3 separate regions of the Hordeum vulgare genome follow, and all the other regions are linked to region 3. A link is a contact called in public Hi-C data. All regions are on one chromosome and are shown on one strand. Each heading gives the region's core, a stretch centred on a gene start, on an enhancer-like site or on the middle of the called end of the contact. The rest is flanking DNA. Distances are from core to core; before and after follow the strand shown. Region 1 holds the start of LOC123401383 (thioredoxin reductase NTRB). Region 2 holds the start of LOC123401009 (diacylglycerol O-acyltransferase 2D-like). Region 3 holds the start of LOC123404158.

The links. Hi-C and Micro-C count contacts between places; a contact is called where the count stands out from the background.
Region 1: a Hi-C map of leaf shows a contact between it and region 3, with 3 times the contacts expected there. The contact joins the promoter of LOC123401383 here to the promoter of LOC123404158 in region 3. A contact is called at or near these places in 3 of 6 Hi-C or Micro-C datasets (leaf and seedling) and 1 of 1 datasets of contacts at active chromatin or transcription factors (embryo).
Region 2: a Hi-C map of seedling shows a contact between it and region 3, with 3 times the contacts expected there. The contact joins the promoter of LOC123401009 here to the promoter of LOC123404158 in region 3. A contact is called at or near these places in 2 of 6 Hi-C or Micro-C datasets (leaf and seedling) and 1 of 1 datasets of contacts at active chromatin or transcription factors (embryo).

What each region holds. Positions count from the first base shown.
Region 1 is chr6H:472,758,413-472,762,351 of MorexV3_pseudomolecules_assembly, reverse strand. It overlaps LOC123401383 (thioredoxin reductase NTRB), which reads left to right and starts at 1,560. Exons shown (of 2, transcript XM_045095169.1): 1 at 1,560-2,559. The coding sequence starts at 1,635.
Region 2 is chr6H:473,183,278-473,187,484 of MorexV3_pseudomolecules_assembly, reverse strand. LOC123401009 (diacylglycerol O-acyltransferase 2D-like) reads left to right here and starts at 1,927. Exons shown (of 9, transcript XM_045094725.1): 1 at 1,927-2,398; 2 at 2,500-2,574; 3 at 2,669-2,754; 4 at 2,922-3,028; 5 at 3,146-3,301; 6 at 3,395-3,481; 7 at 3,648-3,745; 8 at 3,873-3,960. The coding sequence starts at 2,199.
Region 3 is chr6H:472,938,976-472,942,936 of MorexV3_pseudomolecules_assembly, reverse strand. It overlaps LOC123404158, which reads left to right and starts at 2,419. Exons shown (of 1, transcript XM_045098076.1): 1 at 2,419-3,215. The coding sequence starts at 2,550. The coding sequence ends at 2,996.

The DNA.
Region 1 (3,939 bases), core at 311-2,810, 180 kb after region 3:
ATGCAACATATGACTAGTTTCGGAAAGAAAAAACGACATGGTGGTGAAGTTTTTTTTTCTGCAACTAGGGTCTTGTTTCAATTTTTTTTACGACATATCTTTTGTTTCAGAAAGAAAAATGTTTTGATGGTGAGGTTTTTTTCTGTAACAAGATCTTGTTTCAGAAACATAGCCCGAGTTGCAACATTGGAGGAGCGCCCGACGTTAAAGAGTGAGTGGTCACACATTGCAACATGATCCATATTTGAGAAACATAGCATTAGTTGCATAAAACGGCGAGGAGCGACTGGCGTGAGAGATCGTCTGTGTCGTGAGAAGTTTCTATAACAAGACCTATGTTGTAGAAGTTTCCGCAACACCAGCTTTGTTGTACGAATGGAAGACGTGCCACGTCTACATGATGATGCCATATCCGACGGCTCGTAATCGGATCGATCTTTTAAAATGATCATCCGGCGGACGCGTAGCACTCGTCAGAAAAGTCTCACCTCCCACCAGCTGATCCGATTGATCTATCCGCCGCCTCCTCGTCCATTGATCTCGCCTCCATCTGACGGACAAAATCGTGCCCGCGCCCAGCGACCTGGCCGCGCCTGTTTCCTGAAACTGGAGCGTTGTTTCAGGAACGGGGCTAAAGCTGGGGCTCCTCACCTGTCCATGCCGCGCCTCCGCCTCCGTCCGCAAAGCTCCCGCTACTACGCCCGCGGTGACGAGCCTGTCGGATTCCGGTGAACCGCCACCGTCGTCAGTCCATGGCCCTATGGCCGTCGGCCGCTGCGCCTCATGGCTGGACGCCGACCTCACGCTGCGCCCCATGGCTGCCGGCCGCTGCCCCATGTCCCGACGCCGACCTCACGCTGCGCCCCATGGCCGTCGGCCGCTGCCCCATGGCCCGACGCCGACCTCACGCTGCGCCCCATGGTAGTCCGCCGCTGCCCCATGGCCCAACGTCGACCTCACGCTGCGTTGTCGGTCGCTGCGCCGGCTCGCCCCGCCTCGCCCTGGGTCAGCCCTCGCTTCTCTTCCATTCTGCTTCCTCTACCTCCCCTCTAATCTTGCAGCCATTCACCCCCTCCAATTTTCTGCAACGCGCTCGTTGTTTCTGTAACGCGGCTGTTGTTTCAGGAGTTGAAGGAATTGTTTGTGCAACCCATTCGTTGTTTCTGTAACACGGCCGCTGTTCCAGAAAGACGAAGGAAAAAAACTTCTACAACAAAGCGATGTTTCTGAAACTCGATGTTTGTTTTAGGATTTAATGAATCTAAAATTTATTTTTTATAACAAAGCAATTGTTTCTTTAACTCGACCATTGTTTCAGGAATTACTGAATGCCGATCGGCGCGCCAGATGGGGATGTTTACAGTGGATGAACGCGTAACAGCCGAAAAATAAACCCTTTTGCACGCAGTTGTCTTTATCGCAGACCAGTCACGATTGCTGGTCTAACAGTCTCACTGCGGTCATTGATTGGCCGGTTGGCTCACACGGACCTGTTTTTTTTTTTTTTTTTTCTTTGACGCGTTTCACACGGACTCGTAAGATCCATTGACCTACGACACGAGCAGACATTTCAATCCCCCCGAAACCCTGAGCCGCCGCCGCCGCCGCCGCAGCCGTAGCCAAGCCTAGCAGCCATGGAGGGATCCGCCGCGGCGCCGCTCCGCACGCGCGTGTGCATCATCGGCAGCGGCCCGGCCGCGCACACGGCGGCCATCTACGCGGCCCGCGCGGAGCTCAAGCCCGTGCTCTTCGAGGGCTGGATGGCCAACGACATCGCCGCGGGGGGCCAGCTCACCACCACCACCGACGTCGAGAACTTCCCCGGATTCCCCACCGGCATCATGGGCATCGACCTCATGGACAACTGCCGCGCCCAGTCCGTCCGCTTCGGCACCAACATCCTCTCCGAGACCGTCACCGAGGTCGACTTCTCCGCCCGCCCCTTCCGCGTCACCTCCGACTCCACCACCGTCCTCGCCGACACCGTCGTCGTCGCCACGGGCGCCGTCGCGCGCCGCCTCCATTTCTCCGGTTCCGACACCTACTGGAACCGCGGCATCTCCGCCTGCGCCGTCTGCGACGGCGCTGCGCCCATCTTCCGGAACAAGCCCATCGCCGTCATCGGCGGCGGTGATTCCGCCATGGAGGAAGGCAACTTCCTCACCAAGTACGGATCCCAAGTGTACATCATCCACCGGCGCAACACCTTCCGCGCCTCCAAGATTATGCAGGCTAGGGCGCTCTCCAATCCTAAGATCCAGGTTGTCTGGGACTCGGAGGTCGTCGAGGCTTACGGCGGTGCAGGCGGCGGCCCATTAGCTGGGGTCAAGGTCAAGAACTTGGTGACTGGTGAGGTGTCTGACCTTCAGGTGTCCGGGCTTTTCTTCGCCATCGGGCATGAGCCGGCCACCAAGTTTCTCAATGGGCAGCTTGAGCTCCATGCCGATGGGTATGTGGCCACCAAGCCGGGCTCTACACATACCAGTGTGGAGGGGGTCTTTGCTGCTGGAGACGTGCAGGATAAGAAGTATCGTCAGGCCATTACTGCTGCTGGATCAGGTATTACTATAGCACTATGTGAATTGATTGTATAAGTGTTGCGAGTGATCAATTTGTATACATATGGTAATCTATGAATTAATGACTATATATGTTCATATGCTTGTTGACCAATTGCTTCTTTGAATTATTCTTTATAGTGACAATAGAATGTGGTGTTTGAGCTTTGAAAACAAACGAGTTTAATTATTTATATTGCCAACATTGTACTAAAAATTAGTTTGCTTTCTGGGATGTGTTGGACTGTTGGTGCCCAAACCTGCTGACTATTAGGGACACCTTAGTGTTTCCAAGCAAGGGTAACACCTTACTGTTTGCAAGCAAGGGTAATGGAATTTTTCCTTTTTTTCATAAGAGTAACCTTGGTAGCAGGGCTCCAGTACTTTTCCGTAACAGAATAAACCACGGGTCCAACAACCAAAGGAAAGCAGAAAATATGTAACAGAACGATTGAAAACTTTCAGGTTTTTACCGCCTTCCTGGCTTATCAAACCTAGGTTAACTGGAACTAAGCTAAATTATTTAAGCTAATTCCATCGAACTGCATGAACATCTCTTAAAAGAGCCATCAGGGCTGCAAAACACGGGTGCTCTTGCGACATCCTCAGGAGTGGCAGTCGAACTTCAGTCGAGCTTGATTCTTATTAGCCCCTGACCCTTCTCATGTCGCTTCAGCACATACCCCTGCAGGCGTGCTGCTCCAGCCAGCAAATTCTCCTCTTCAGCTCCAGATTGTAAACTTGCCTGCCCATTTGTAGGACAGGACACATGCAGCAGATCAGTTCAACAGGGTTTCATTACTTTCCTCTCAAGGCATGCCCTGTTCCAAATTTTCTGCAGTGCCCATAAAAAATGATCCGACTAGTGTCCAATCATAGCTGACGGGGAATTATTGAACTGGCAGTAATTTCCACTTCGTGCTATTTTGAAGTTTCCCGTTGGGGCTACAAGGGAAATATTCATGTAATTAGTTTCAGGTGCTTCATACCTGTGGTAACAAACAAGGGCGCACCCTCTATCTTGGTTAGAAGATTCCCTTTCAGTGCTATACACTTGTGGCTCACTCTAAAATTCCTGAGTGGGACTGCAGAATGTTATGGTCATCTCATGGTAGTAGCACTCAATCAATCAAGTTAGTGCTCTTGTGTTAATATAGTAAGGTTCTGTTCCAAAATTATTTGTTAGTCAGCCTAGGACCCTCACCACACATGTAAGTACATTTATCCTCAGGTTTGCGATGTAATTAAACTTTCTGGTACTGGTAATGTATGTGCTGAACAGTATTCATATACAGAAAGTTATTATTCATTAAAATATCATAGATGCTGCTTTGTTAAGTATTGGATCTGCCACCTGATTTTTGTGTTATTATATTTGTCA
Region 2 (4,207 bases), core at 678-3,177, 250 kb before region 3:
GATCCTCAGTAACAATCATCACATGCTTGGATGGTCACTCTCTCGCATAATGACCTCCACCCTTGCAACGACGACGGATAACCTCATGTGTTTGCCGTGTGGATGCCATGGATGAAGAAGAGCTCTGTGCTGGCACGGAAGGTGCGCTCTTGGCGAAAGGTGGGGCAGGGGCCTGTTTCCTGGTATCTCTATTGGAATTGGTCGCTGAAGTAGGCGGTGCGGATGCAGGAGGACGCGTGGAAGTATATGAGGGTCGTGGTGTCCATGAGGAAGTGCGACCTGCACAAAATTTAGTTCTTGCCAATGCCCGTCGATCATGCACTTCACATTCAGCTTTGCAAGCAAGATGGAATAAACGAGTGATAGTGTTATAATCCTTATATTCTAGAATAGTCTGAATATCTCTATTTAATCCACCCATAAAACGTGCAAGCATAACTTCATTGTCCTCAACAATACCACATCCAATCATGCCAATTTTTAATTCCTGATAATGTTCTCCTACAGAATTTTTTTCCTTGTCTTAAAGGCTGTAATTTTTGAAGTAATTCACGCTGATAATATGGTAGAACCCAACGAGTACGCATAGCTGTTTTCAAAGCAGCCCAACTAGTTGGAATATTAGCATGATGTATTCGACAATGTTCAGACCACCAAACACTAGCAAAACTAGTGAATGAACAAACAACAGCAGCAACACGTCTATCTTCAGGAAATTGTAAGCACGTAACACGTTGCTCTATTTCTAACTCCCAAGTAAGATATATATCAGGAACATATCGACCATCAAATGTAGGAATATTCAATTTAAGTTTAGGAAGATGGTCATGATCCCGCACGTGAGGGGGTGGTGCAGCCCTACCAATGCGATTGTATCCATGTGGACGACTTGCGGCTTGTGGTGGTGGTTGTTGTCCTTGGTACTGACTTGGGGCAACCTCTTCCTCGTCATCGTAATCATCATCATAATCCTCTTTCTGCTCAGCCACAGAAACCTCAGTAGCAGCGGATGGAGCAGCAGCAGGAGCAACAACAACAGAATTCTGAACTTGGCCGAAAGGCACACGTCGCGCTCGCCCCACCATGTCCGGGTCTTGTTGTTGTCGTTGTTGTTGCGGTTGGAGAGCGACGGAAGCTGCAGCTGGTGGTGGTAGACGGACAAGCACCTCATTGAACTTGGCGTCCATCTTGGTGTCGAATGTCTTATCCAAATCGTCTAGCTTCTCAATGGCCTCTCCAAGGCTGGTCACGAAGTTGTGGGCCTGGTCAGCCATCATTTGCTGAAATTTATCATACAGTTCCCGGTTGATCAGGCTCTCCTAGTCGATCTCTTCATCTTGTGATCCTGGTGTGGTTAGCATCAATAGGAACACAGAAGAATATGAACCTACAGACTACTAGAAAGTGGTGGTGGTGGTGGTGGTGGTGTGTCACAAATCCGTCAACCAAATCTCAAATTCTTACCAGTTCTTACCCAGCAGCACGTGGTGATCGACAACCGGTGTAGTCAAAACTCTCAAGCTAGAATGATTGTCAGGTGGTGTCAAACACACTATGTAGATGTATGTGGAGCTGGGAAGACTTATAATACGGTAACAAAAAAGGTCAGCAATAATCAATTCAGATATGTAAAGTTGAAAGGACGTTAAACGACGGCACCGTGTTGGTCCTAGGCTAGGCTAGACCGTGCTTCTATTATCTTGTTTTTCGATTGCTTGTATGTGTATCATCTTTGTATATCGTTACAATTAATAAATACAGGTAATGTATGCCCACGGGCTTACATCTTAAGAAAATCCGCAAAAAAAGAGTAATGAAATGAGCGCCGGAACCATCTGGACGACGCAAAAGAGTCAAACTACCCCGAAGGGGACGCGCGGGACGAGGCAGGGACACACAGCTCGCACGCCACCCGGGCTGGGGAAAAACAAGAAGAGTCCGCGCGGATCCGCCCCGGCCGCGTGGGCGGGCACGCTACGATCCGACGGCTCGCGCCGAGGATCCGCACGGCACCTGCAAAGGCAACGCAAGTAATCTCAGGCTGGCAGGCGGCAGGAAAAAGGATCGAGGAGGAAGGAGGTGGACGACTCCGCCCGCACAGACCCCCGGGGCCACGGACAAAACCACCACCACCGGAGAAAAGGAAGGGGGCAACCGCGCGCGACGCACGCGGGAGAAGCCCTCCTCCTCCCGGCGGGATGGGCGCGGGGAATGGCCTGAGCAACGGCGCAGCCGCCGCGGCCGAGGCGGCGCCGGACGGGACCACGGTGTTCAGGGCCACGGCCTACTCGCCGCTGCGCACCACGCTAGCGCTGGCGCTCTGGCTGGGGGCCATCCACTTCAACGTCCTCCTCCTCCTCGCCTCCATCTTCCTCCTCCCCCGCCGCGTCGCCGCCATGTCCGTCCACTGATCCACTCCCCCCTCTCCTTCCGCTGTCTGCTGCTGCTCTCCTTGCCAGTTAATCGTAATCAGCCCTCGTGCTCCTTTCGATGGTGCAGGGTGCTCGGCACGCAGCTCTTCTTCATGCTCGTGCCCGTCAATGACAAGAGCAGGCCGGGACGCAAGATCGCCAGGTTCGCCTCCTCCCCCCTCCCCCTCTTTCGATTCCTCCTCGCCCGTGCATTGCCGTTTCTCCCCGGATCTCACATACGGCGGGCGACTCCGCAGATTCATAAGCAAGTACGTCGTCGGGTACTTCCCCGTCACTCTACATGTGGAGGACTACAAAGCATTTGACCCCAAAAGAGCTTACGGTGAGCTTCCTTCCCTGGAGTAGGCATGCTTGGATCAGCGTATCTACCCTTATTTGTTCGGTCTAAAGGAGTAGTAAAAGTTGAGCAGGAAAGAAGATTGGGACTCCCTTTCATGTGCAGAGCCGCTTAATTTGTGATTTCAATCTTGTTTTGCTTGCACCTTGCAGTGTTTGGTTATGAACCGCACTCTGTTCTGCCCATCGGCCTTGGGGCCCTCCTGGACCTTGTTGGATTCATGCCATTGCCAAAGACCAAGGTTCTTGCAAGCACCGCGGTGAGGAACCCCTCATTACCTTCCTGCGTGCGCATCTACGATATCTGACTGAATTCAATCATTCTGTAAGCTGTTGGTGGGTGTGCTCTTAATTGGTGGGTTTCTGGTCGGCGTTAGGTGTTCTACACTCCGTTCTTGAGGCAGATATGGACGTGGTTGGGTTTGGTTCCAGCGTCAAGAAAGAATTTCTACTCCTACCTTCGAGCTGGTTATACCTGCATCGTGGTGCCCGGAGGTGTACAGGAGATGCTTCACATGGATCACGATTCAGAGGTTTGTGGCGTTCTTCTTCTTGCATAGTCACTGATTACATGTTGTTATCAGTCAACGTATGCCGTAATGACCAGCAATTCTTGCAATTTTCAGGTTGCTTTTCTGAAATCAAGAAAAGGTTTTGTTAAGATCGCTATGGAGACAGGTTCTCCTTTAGTCCCTGTTTTCTGCTTCGGACAGGTAACGCCGCCTCTCCTGTGACCTGTCACATGATATGCAATACTCCTATTTCAGTATCCTTGATTTCATGCATGGGTGCATAATAAATGTTGATGGAAGTGGATTGGTTGCTGACTTGAACAGGCTACCTAACTTTGAAATGAATACTTGTGCTATTTTCTATTAGAGCCATGTGTACAAGTGGTGGAGACCAGGTGGCAAGTTGATTGTCAAGATTGCTAGAGCGATTAAATTTACTCCAATTGTTTTCTTTGGGAAATACGGGTAATGCTCTTGAGTGTGTATATCTTATTTTTAGTACATTTTCACTGATTTTACTCGTGTAAATGGAATTTAGATTCAGTATTCGTATTGGCATTCATGAGTTTACATGTGTAAATCTGTAATACAGGACTCCCATCCCTTTCGCAACACCGCTTCATCTGGTTGTTGGAAGACCAATTGAGGTTCAGAAAAATCCCCAGCCTACATATGATGAGGTGAGAATCATTCTGAGCGTTTTAGCATTCGACCAAAAAAAATAGCAAATATTAGATGTGATTTTGCTATTAAACAGAACTGGAAAATAGACAGTAAAGTATCAAAGGCCAAAATCTGGTATGCATTTTTTGTCATTCTGGACGAAAGCCTCAGTTACCCGTTAGTGACATCATTATCGGTTTCTTCGCAACTGCGGAAACAAGTTTTGGTACCATCTTCTTGTTTAAGATCCTAATATACCTTGGT
Region 3 (3,961 bases), core at 1,170-3,669:
GCTCGTGCCTTTTAGAAATTGAAAAAAACGTGTTTTCTGTTTTTTTTGCGAGATGCACGTTTTGATTTCGTGAAAGGCACGATTTTGCCTTCGCGAGAGGCACGCTCGTGCCTCTCCCGAAAAGGAGGAAAACGTGTTTTCTGCTCTCTCTCTCTCTCTCTCTTTTTCGCGAGAGACACGATTTTGCTTTCGCGAGAGGCATGACCCGTGCCTCTCGAAAAAAGAAAAAACGCGTTTTCTGTTTTTTTTCTATCGCGTGAGGTTTGGTTTTTTCGTTCGGTTTTTTTCGTGAAAAAAATTACGTCAAAACCCATCAACATGGGATCTAGTTTTAAGACCTCGACGCGAGAAAGCATACGGTGAAAACGGGTTGAGAGTTAGACGCACGTTTTAGAAGATAAAACGTTTTAAAAATATGAATCTAGAAAAAATGAAAAACTCGTAGGTTGCAACAAGTGGCACGCTTGCAGTGCGTCATCTGTCACAACCTGTGAAGATGAAAGTAATCGTTGAAAGGTGTATTCGCTAACTAGTAATTTCGTCTTTGTAGCTACTGTGGTTAGCTTGTCTAAAAAAAAGCTGCTGTGGTTAGCGGCGGGCCTCATCAAAGTCTAGCGTATCTAAGCCTAGTCATCCAGCCCAGCCCAAAACAAAAATATGAAACAGAGCAAAGAGAAAAAAACTGTACGAGAATTAAACGGATGACATCAGGTGAAGTCGACTGAGAAGTAGACAAACCCTATGTACTGTACATACTAAAAAAACGGAGGCTGACGTTCAAACCACGATGAACACACGCCGCCGTGCCTCGAGCCAGTGAAGAGGCGAGAAGCGAAGACCGCCGGCGCACATCAGACCCCAGGCTGGAGGAAGCCCTAAAAGAAGGAGAGCGAACGTGCGCATTTCCCATTATTCATTTCCAAACGAGAAGAACAAGAACAGCATGATTAAGCGCGTAGATCGGGAGCGAAGCAAGCATACGTACTCCGTCCTTCCCCACCCCTGAGTCAAATTCATCATCACAAACTCCGGCCAAAAAGTCCTAAACAATCCTCCTCCTGTCCTGACCCCCGAACCCCATTTCTTAGTCACCTCGCGTGCCCGCGGAAACACGTGGTTCCTCGCTCACCAACACCTGCAGCCTACGCAAACAAATGGAAAATGGCAAGACGACATGGACGCCGCCACCGCCACACGTGTCCCCTTCGCTCCGGCCTCCCCTCCCTCTCCCCGGGGAAGCGTGTCCCCTTCACACACAGGCCGGTGCGCCCGTGCGGTCGTAGATGAGCGGCCACCGGACGACACACCGCGCGCGAGGTCCCGGCGCAGCGGCAGCAGCGATCGATTTCAACATCGGCTGCCGCATTGCATGGCCCGATCGCGCGCCGGCCGCCACCAGTTTCCTTGCCTCGCCGCACCTAATAACCCCGCGCGCATGACGCACCCTCGCTCGGCAGGTGCGGGCGGTGCGCGCGTCCGTGCCGGCGTGGCTCGCTCTGGACCTCTACTTGCCTTCACTAATCGTAATCTCGCCATGTGATTGAAACGTACGCATGGAACGGCTGTGGGAAGCAGTCGAATTCGTTGAACAGATTTTCATCTGCAGAGAAGGAAAAACCGTCGAGCAGATCGAGTGACCCCGACCCCGAGGGCATGCAACGCGACGTCACCGCCGGTTAGCAGCAGCATGCATGCTGGCAGTGTATCGCATGAGAAGATTTGGCCCTGGGCAGGACAAGGGCAGCAGCAGCTGGACACCAGCGTGTATCCGCGCTGCCCGCATCGACCGCCCGCGCGCACGGTGATCCGGGGGGAGGCAGAGAATCAAACTGTCTGCGTGCAACTGGGGCGTGCCGGTGAGGCGCTCCAGGATACGAACAAAGCACAAGCACGCCTCTGTTTCCATGCGCATGCAAATCCACCTCCTGAATATACCGCGTGCCCAGGGATTTCGTGACAGATCCGCTCCGTCAGTACTTGTTAATACTAGAGATTAACCACCTGTGTGACTGTGTCGAGTGTCCGCCCAGCCATGCTTGCTCCAGCCCGCTGGCATGTCCAGCAGTCACCGCAGCACGCATGCATGCCCAGTAGTGCTTGGTCGACCGCCCAGCCTGTTACGCGGAAGGGCCGTAGTACGAGCGCGGCAGTGCATGCACAGCACACTGCTACGAGGTAGTACGCCGGTTCCCATCATCACATTTTACACGGACACGTCATAGTGCCTGGCTTTTGCTTGTCCGTAATGCCCTCTCCCCAGCATCAGCACCGTAAACTAATGGGCTGTGTAATCTTGTCATGTCCCGGCCGGGATCCTCTCGCCAGAAAAAGTCACGATTCAAACCTACCTTCCTGCCTTGTTCCCTCGCCCCGACCGGACATATATACCCACCCTGCCGCGCCACTTGACCAACACCAGCACCAGCACCAGAATCAGATCACCACGCACGCACAAAGCCAAGCCAGCCAGGAGGACGCGCACGCTCTAGAGCGCGCGTACGCACGCCACGTACTGGTGAAGAGAGCGGGCACAGATCACAGCGTGCAGGATGAGCCTGTCGCCAGCGTCGGAGGAGAGCTACGCGAGGCTCGGCACCGGCATCGGCATCGGCCTCGGCTTCGGCCGGAGGTGGCGGCGGGCGAGGGGGTTCCGGCTCGGCGCGAGGAACCGGTTCTCGGTGCGGCGGCTGCGTGCCAAGCTGCTCACGTTCCTGGGCCTCGTCGGCCGCCACGCGCGCCACCTCGCCAGAAGGCTCTCCAGGAGAGGCGGCGGCTCCTGCCCACGGAGCGGCAGCGCGAGGGCGCTCGTGGGCGGCGAGGCGGCGGCCAGCAAGCACAAGCAGCAGCAGCAGCAGGCGCCGAGGAGGCCGGCGGCGTCCTTCATGCGGACCAACTCCTTCTACGCGCAGGCCATCGCCGAGTGCCTCGAGTTCATCAAGCGCAACTCCGTGCCGGTCGAGGACTACGGCAGCGCCGGCGCCGCCGTCGGGAGGTAGCTAGCTCGACCTCGTCGATCGGGACTCCGTTTGGAGCGCGTGGGCGGTGGAACAAATGTGTGTACGTACGTTCCGGTTGATCTCCCGGGTCGTCGATGGAGTCCCGATCGAGATGTGAAACTAGCGTAGTGTGCTGATAGTACGTACAGATGGAGTACAGAGGTGTAAACACGTTGTGAAAATTTGAGTTGCGTATGTTGAAATTTTGCGGGGCTGTCATTACTCGGCCGGTGCACGAGACTCTACTCCTACTAGTGTTTCAACTTGTACATTTCCAGATGTGATAAGAGTAGACTTTGTGCGTGAGGTTCTTCCGGAGCCACAATGGATTCTACACGATAGAAAAAGACGGGTCAAGAATTACCATCGATTTATGAACCCCAAAAAAGGAAAAAAAAAAACACACACGATGAATATTCAAAGATGTATGCTCAAAGCAATGGGGTGGACTCTCTTGCTGAAAGTGAGTGATGGTGAGAGTTAGTTTGACGACACTTGTTTTATGCGCCACGCAATGGGGTTGTTTCCCACCCATTGCCTGCAGATCTCCGCGTCCTACCGGTTGCCGATTTCTCTCTATCCTTTTTGTTCTCGAGACAACCCGAATTTTCTCAGCAGCTTGCTTAACGAGCAGCTATTTTTCTCTTTCTAGACTAGATCAGTGGCTAATCCACTTCTGTCTTCAGAAGAAAAGGTGCACCGCATATCGGGCATGGCTTAAACCATGACCTACACGTAATAGGAAATGCCGACCAACGGTCGTAATTCCCACCGGGGATTTGCTTACAACAAATCTACATATGGCCCAGCGAAACCGTTTCAGAGAGAAGCAAGAAATCTTGATCTTTGCTGCATGAGCCAAAGGGAAAGTGAAAATGGAAAGTCGGCGGCAGGTTCCTATGAGCGGCGTATGCATCCGAATTCAGAAGAATTTGTTCTGTTCCATTGAGCGGGGCATCATTAGA